2 separate regions of the Cricetulus griseus genome follow, and region 2 is linked to region 1. The links are chromatin contacts, called in public Micro-C maps. All regions are on one chromosome and are shown on one strand. The core of a region is the stretch at or near the end of the contact, and the rest is flanking DNA. Distances in the headings are between cores, read along the strand shown. Region 1 has its middle 97 kb from the start of Cd34. Region 2 holds the start of Plxna2 (plexin-A2).

Region 1 (2,700 bases), core at 155-2,654:
GAGTTCTGGTCATTGAGATGCAGAGCCAGGCTGTGATTAGGCAGTAACAGAAGCGAAGCTTACCGGGGCCACCCTATTGCTGTTGTGGAGAAGTAGCCGCATCTTCATAGCCATGATGGAGCAGAGAAACCTTGCTCTGGATTTGCATCCCAGTGAGGAGCAGAAGATGACTTAATGTTAGCAAGATGGGGATATGCTCCTAAGACAAGCTGTGCTATTGAACACAGTGCATTATTTCCATCCAGGCCCTGGATACAAATATACTAAAATATTAGGGGCTGCTGAGAACTGGGTTGAAAATCTCAAAAATTATTTATTTGAACTTGCAATCCAAATACTCAGGAATTCTTTTTTTTTTGACAAGAAAGGAAAAATTTTTACTTAATTGGGCTAAATACTGAGAAGCATTTCATCAGCAAGTTCAAAGGTGGATGATTCAGCAGTGACTAACAGCATTCTCTATGACAACAGTCATTCTGTAACTTAGTACCTTCTCAGGTATTCTAGGTAAAAGAATCATGAGTTCTGGGCCTGACTGGGATGCATGATCAAATCCTGTCTCCTTTTCTTTATTTGACTGTATAACTTTTCTACAACTCTAGCATACACTGCATATGTGCACATATAATTGTGTAAGAATATCTATATACAAATATGCTCTTGTTTCCAAACTCCTGTTTCATGAGTACCAGGTTCCTTTGTATGTATTGGCTGTCTGTACTAGACTGAAGGTAGAAGTCAGGGATACTCAGCTCACCTGAAAATCTTACTGGTCCTGTTATCTAAAAAGAAGGACTAGAAACTTCTATGTGCTCTTGGTTGGGGCAGGTTCTTGAGTTGTTCTCATTTAATGTGTCTCACCAATAAGAGGGGGAAAATTTCAAACACCATTAGATTGCAGGATAAAAACAGGAAAATAAGAGTAGAAGGGAGGGGGCTTATCACCCTCAGTTTAGATGGAGTCCAAAGATTTCTTCCCCTTAACGTGATTACGGAACTAGAAGTTCTCCTGCTTCTGTGCTCTGTCTTCTCTGTTCCACACCCCCAGTCAAGGGCTGTCTTCATATTCCTTCCCTGGACTGGGTCTTACAACACTCACCGTCTAGTATCTTCCACTTTTAATTTCTGAAGCAGAAATGAAGTCACTACCTTTCAATGCCTAGCTGAAAGTCCCAAAAGTCTTTCAGGATCATCCCAAGAGCAGTGGGAGCAAGGGCCATGTTTCTGCCATCCTCATTTCACCCTAGCACTTAACCCACGAGTGAGTGTTCTTTTAGGGAGGGCTGGTCTTAGGGAGTCTGTTTTCAGAACTCACTCTGGAAAAGAGCCTCAACCCCTGAAGTCCTTGGCTGCCCAGCTTCCCTGGAGCAAGCTGTGTTTTGAGGTTCTGGGGCTAGGGGGCAGTGTTTACCCACTGGTATGACTGGTGCAGATGGTGCGTGCAAGTGTATGGTGAAGATGGATAAGCTCTGACTCTATGGCATTTTCTTATCAAAATAACTCAGTTGCTCTTTCTGAGTATCTGCTTCTTATACACTCCCAAGGTTGTTCTGTACCTACAGGCCTAAAGAACTGTATTTGAAGAGTTAAGCAGATTTTTTATATCCAGTAATCTTTATTTATATATAACAACAGTACAAATTGTGTCCTTGGCTTGCAAAATAGGAGTTTCATATTTACAATAGGTACATGATAATATATTAGATAACAAAACCCCGCTTTATTGGAACATTTTAAATACTTCATTTTATTATTATTTCTTAACACCTGTAAAAACAACAAAATCAGACAATCAGCATTGTACTTTCTTAAAAATAGATATAATACAGATTCCAGTGTGTCACGGGGAGGGATTTGAGTAGGAGGAGGGGATGAGGAGAGGCATCTGGGATCAGGGTCCTCATGTGCCTGTATAAAGAGCTTGTCCCTTTCTCTCCCATACATTCAGGAACTTTGGTCCTGTTTGGTGGGGACCACACTTCCTTATGCCTGGATGCCAAAATGGAGACCAAGAATGTCAAAGTGATGACATGGACTGAGTTCTAGAAGAAGCTTCTCACTTCCTCCATTGGGGCCCTATGGTGCAGGCAGCACAGAGGCAGGGAGGAGGCAGCTCAGTCTGGAGAGATGGTATGGGGAGGAGAGTGAGTTTTGAGTCTGTGCAAGGCAGGAGAATGTCTAGTTTGCTTATTGTATTGAGGCCTGTCCGACAGGCCTTGATCATCTCTCAGGACATTCCCTGGACTAGTTAGAAAGTGCCAACAGAAACTTTACCCTTCATTATAAGCATCATTGGGCCTCAGATGCTAAATCTTCACTGTAGGGAATGAGCAGAAAAGATAAAAGAAAAAGAGATGTGGAGTTATGAATACGACGCCACAGTCTTCTCCAAGAACATTCCGGAGACAAGGATCAGGAGGACCTGACCATCTACTCCCAGGCCTCCTCCTGGGACATCATAAGACCTTCCCCATGTCCTGGGTCCCTGAAGCCACTTTGCATTTCTTCACCCTCATAGCCCGCTGTGTCGCAATTCTTCCCTGTTTGTGTCCAGACTGCAGGACTCTTAGCCAGGACACGATGTGGTTGGAACCCTTTTTAGAGTAGCTGCAGGCTTATTACCAGGCAGCACATGAGATAATGGATGCGGCAGTTGTGCGGTACCTGGAACTGGGTGGCTAGGAGTTTCCAGCCTTCTGT
Region 2 (2,700 bases), core at 142-2,641, 200 kb after region 1:
GGGCTCCGCTTACCCAGCTCGGCGGTGTCTGTCTGTCCTTGCGTCTCTGTCCGTCCGACTTGGCTGGCCGCTGCCCAAGGCAGCGCGCGCCCCGTCCCTGCCTGACCCGAGTCAGACGGACAGCCAGGTCCACATGGAACCCAAGATCATTAAAATCCACGGCCCGCGCCGGCCGCCTGCCTGTATTCCTGGTGTGGCCCTCGATCAGGTCCGCGCGTCTTCGCCCCGGTCGCCTGCGTACAGGGACCCGGACGCGAAGGGGCGTGGGGTCCGGCAGGGTCCCTCCGGGGAGGCGCAAAGCCGGCTGTCTTCAGGTTTCCCCGGCGCGACTTTCCGGGCTGCTCTGACATCAGCGATCCCGCGCTTCCTTCCCTTCTGCTCCCGGCCTTCTCGGCCTCATTTCCTCCGGGAACGGCTGCCAGTTCTGTCTGCGACCGGGCCCGTACGCTCCCCGCTGCTCCGCGGCTCACGAGTCCACCGGATCTGATCGCTAGTCCTCTGCTGAAGGATCCCGGCAGCTGCGCCCGCCGCCCCCGCTCAGCTCTGCGCGGACAGTGCTGCGCGCGGCGCGGCTAGGCTCGGCTCCGGTGGCGGCGCCCTCAGCCGGCCTCCTATATTACCGCGCAGCTCATTATCATAGAGGCCGTGTTAACCCCCTCCCCGCCCACGCGCCCCGCCCGCGCAGACCGAATCCCCCAGCCTGTCCACCTAAGAACCCGGCTGGGCTACCGTGCTGTGGGCGTTCGCTTCGCTCCTCGGACACCGACAGTAGCCAAGGGGCCAGAAAGGTGCTACCAGGGTCTGGGGACTCAGGTCCGGGCCTGGTGAGTGGGCTGGCTCGGCCTCGGGAGGGGTTCAGAGTGACGAGGGTAAGCCATCCCCTGGCGTGGCATCACCTGTCACCGAGCACAGCCTACCCACCTCCCTCTTCACCTGTGAGCTAGGGATGAGTTCGGAGGGACCTACCTGTCTTGCTGATGGGGTTCTCGGATTTCGGAGGAGCGAATTTTTCCTCACAAATTCCAGAAAGCCAGCGAGCTGTCAAAAGAGGTTTGAAGTTGTTGATAATTATCATTTTTACAATGCGAAGAAGAGCCTGGCTTTGCGTCTCCGGTTTCCTGCTCCATTGGAAACCCTGAATGAAGGGCCTGAGTCGGATAGGTGCTGTTCAGACCAGGGGAGCTGGATCGTTTGCCTTATCCATACCCAGGAGCCCAACTGGTACTGGAAGCAGAGGTTGATGGCTAAGAGGTTAAGACAACTTTAATAACACCAGAAAAAGGATTTTCAATCCTGGGGTGCTTCGGCACCCTCACGGTCTTGATTCCTTGTCTGGTAGTCAGTGTATCTACAGCGGTGGTCACTACTTTTCTGTGAGGGCCTGTGCAAGCTAGACCCCACAATATCTCATGGTCTTCCAGCTCCCTGCTGGAGATTGAGCACACAGAGTTTACTCAACACGTCCAAGTATTTGACAAACGTCCCCTACTGCCCTCTCGTGGCCACACTTTTCAGTGGTTTAAAAACAAAAATGGGGACGTGGGATCATTGCTTCTGAAACCAAATGTTTTGTTGGCTGAAAATCCCAGTAACAGGGCCTTAAAAAAAGAAAGAGAAAGGAAATTAACTCTCACCAGCCATCTCAGAGACACTGGATTATGGAATGTAGGCCTCATTTAGCTTTTTTTTTTTTTTTTTGGTATTTTTTGAGATAGGGTTTCACTATATATCTCTGGCTGTCCTGGAACTCGCTATGTGGACCAAGGTGGCCTCGAACTCATAGAGATCTGCTTGCCTCTGCCTCTCAGGTGCTGAGATCAAAGGTATGTGCCACTATGCGATGCCTGGTTCAATTAATTATTCTTTAAAAATCTGGTTACCTCATTTAAAAGCTCTTCAATTAATTAATTGGTTTAAACTTGTGTCCAGTAAGTACCACTGGCTGTTGCTGACTTTGTCCATTGGAGGCACAAAGAATCTGAATTCCATGATGCACATCTATCTTGTCCTTTGAATTTATGTAGCATTTATTTTTGTTAATACCCCAGGTGATTCAGTCATTCATTCTTCCTGTATTACTGTTTAAGTCTGTATATAAGTGGGTCTTTTTCTCCCTTCCCAAACAATTGTGTTATCCTCTTATTTCTAAGTAAACTAGCTTTAAGGCACAATTTGTTAAGGAAGATTAAAGGTGCTCACAGAATCTAGAACACTTTTGGCATGGTTGTGTTTTGTTTTGTTTTTCGAGACAAGGTTTCTCTGTGGCTTTTGAGACTGTCCTGGAACTAGCTCTTGTAGACCAGGCTGGTCTTGAACTCAGAGATTCGCCTGCCTATGACTCCTGAGTGCTGGGATTAAAGGCATGCGCCACCAACGCCCGGCCACTTTTGGCCTGTTTTTAATGAGGGGGGCATCAGTCTGATCATCCTTCATAGGGCTGAGGTAACTGACTGGTAAGGCTCTTGGTTGAATATCAGGGCCCTTTAATTCTAAACCAAGCAATAAGCAACGGCATGTTCAGGGGGGTATTTAATTTCATCTTGAGATGATTACAATACAATTTAAATAATTTCAGATATAAGTCCCCACCCCCCGTGATCCAGAAATAAACACTTAAAGAAGAATGGGGCACATTAAATGAAAGTGACCCCTCCACACATGCCCATCCTCTTCTCTACTCCCCATGCTTGCCCAGCCAGT

Evidence for each region. Hi-C and Micro-C count contacts between places; a contact is called where the count stands out from the background.
Region 2: a contact with region 1 is called in a Micro-C map of the CHO-K1 cell line, with 4 times the contacts expected there. The contact joins the promoter of Plxna2 here to the enhancer-like site in region 1. A contact is called at or near these places in 6 of 8 Hi-C or Micro-C datasets (the CHK-Q cell line, the CHL-YN cell line, the CHO-K1 cell line and 2 more).

What each region holds. Positions count from the first base shown.
Region 1 is chr5:459,022-461,721 of CriGri-PICRH-1.0, forward strand. No RefSeq gene overlaps it. Among named protein-coding and RNA genes, the nearest start is that of Cd34, 97 kb to the left of the region's middle. Within about 2 kb of position 1,405, at least 2 of the 6 cell types and tissues checked have open chromatin away from gene starts, as enhancers often do. A contact at or near this core is called in the CHO-K1 cell line, where this site is marked.
Region 2 is chr5:660,119-662,818 of CriGri-PICRH-1.0, forward strand. It overlaps Plxna2 (plexin-A2), which reads right to left and starts at 1,392. Exons shown (of 32, transcript XM_027416566.2): 1 at 967-1,392.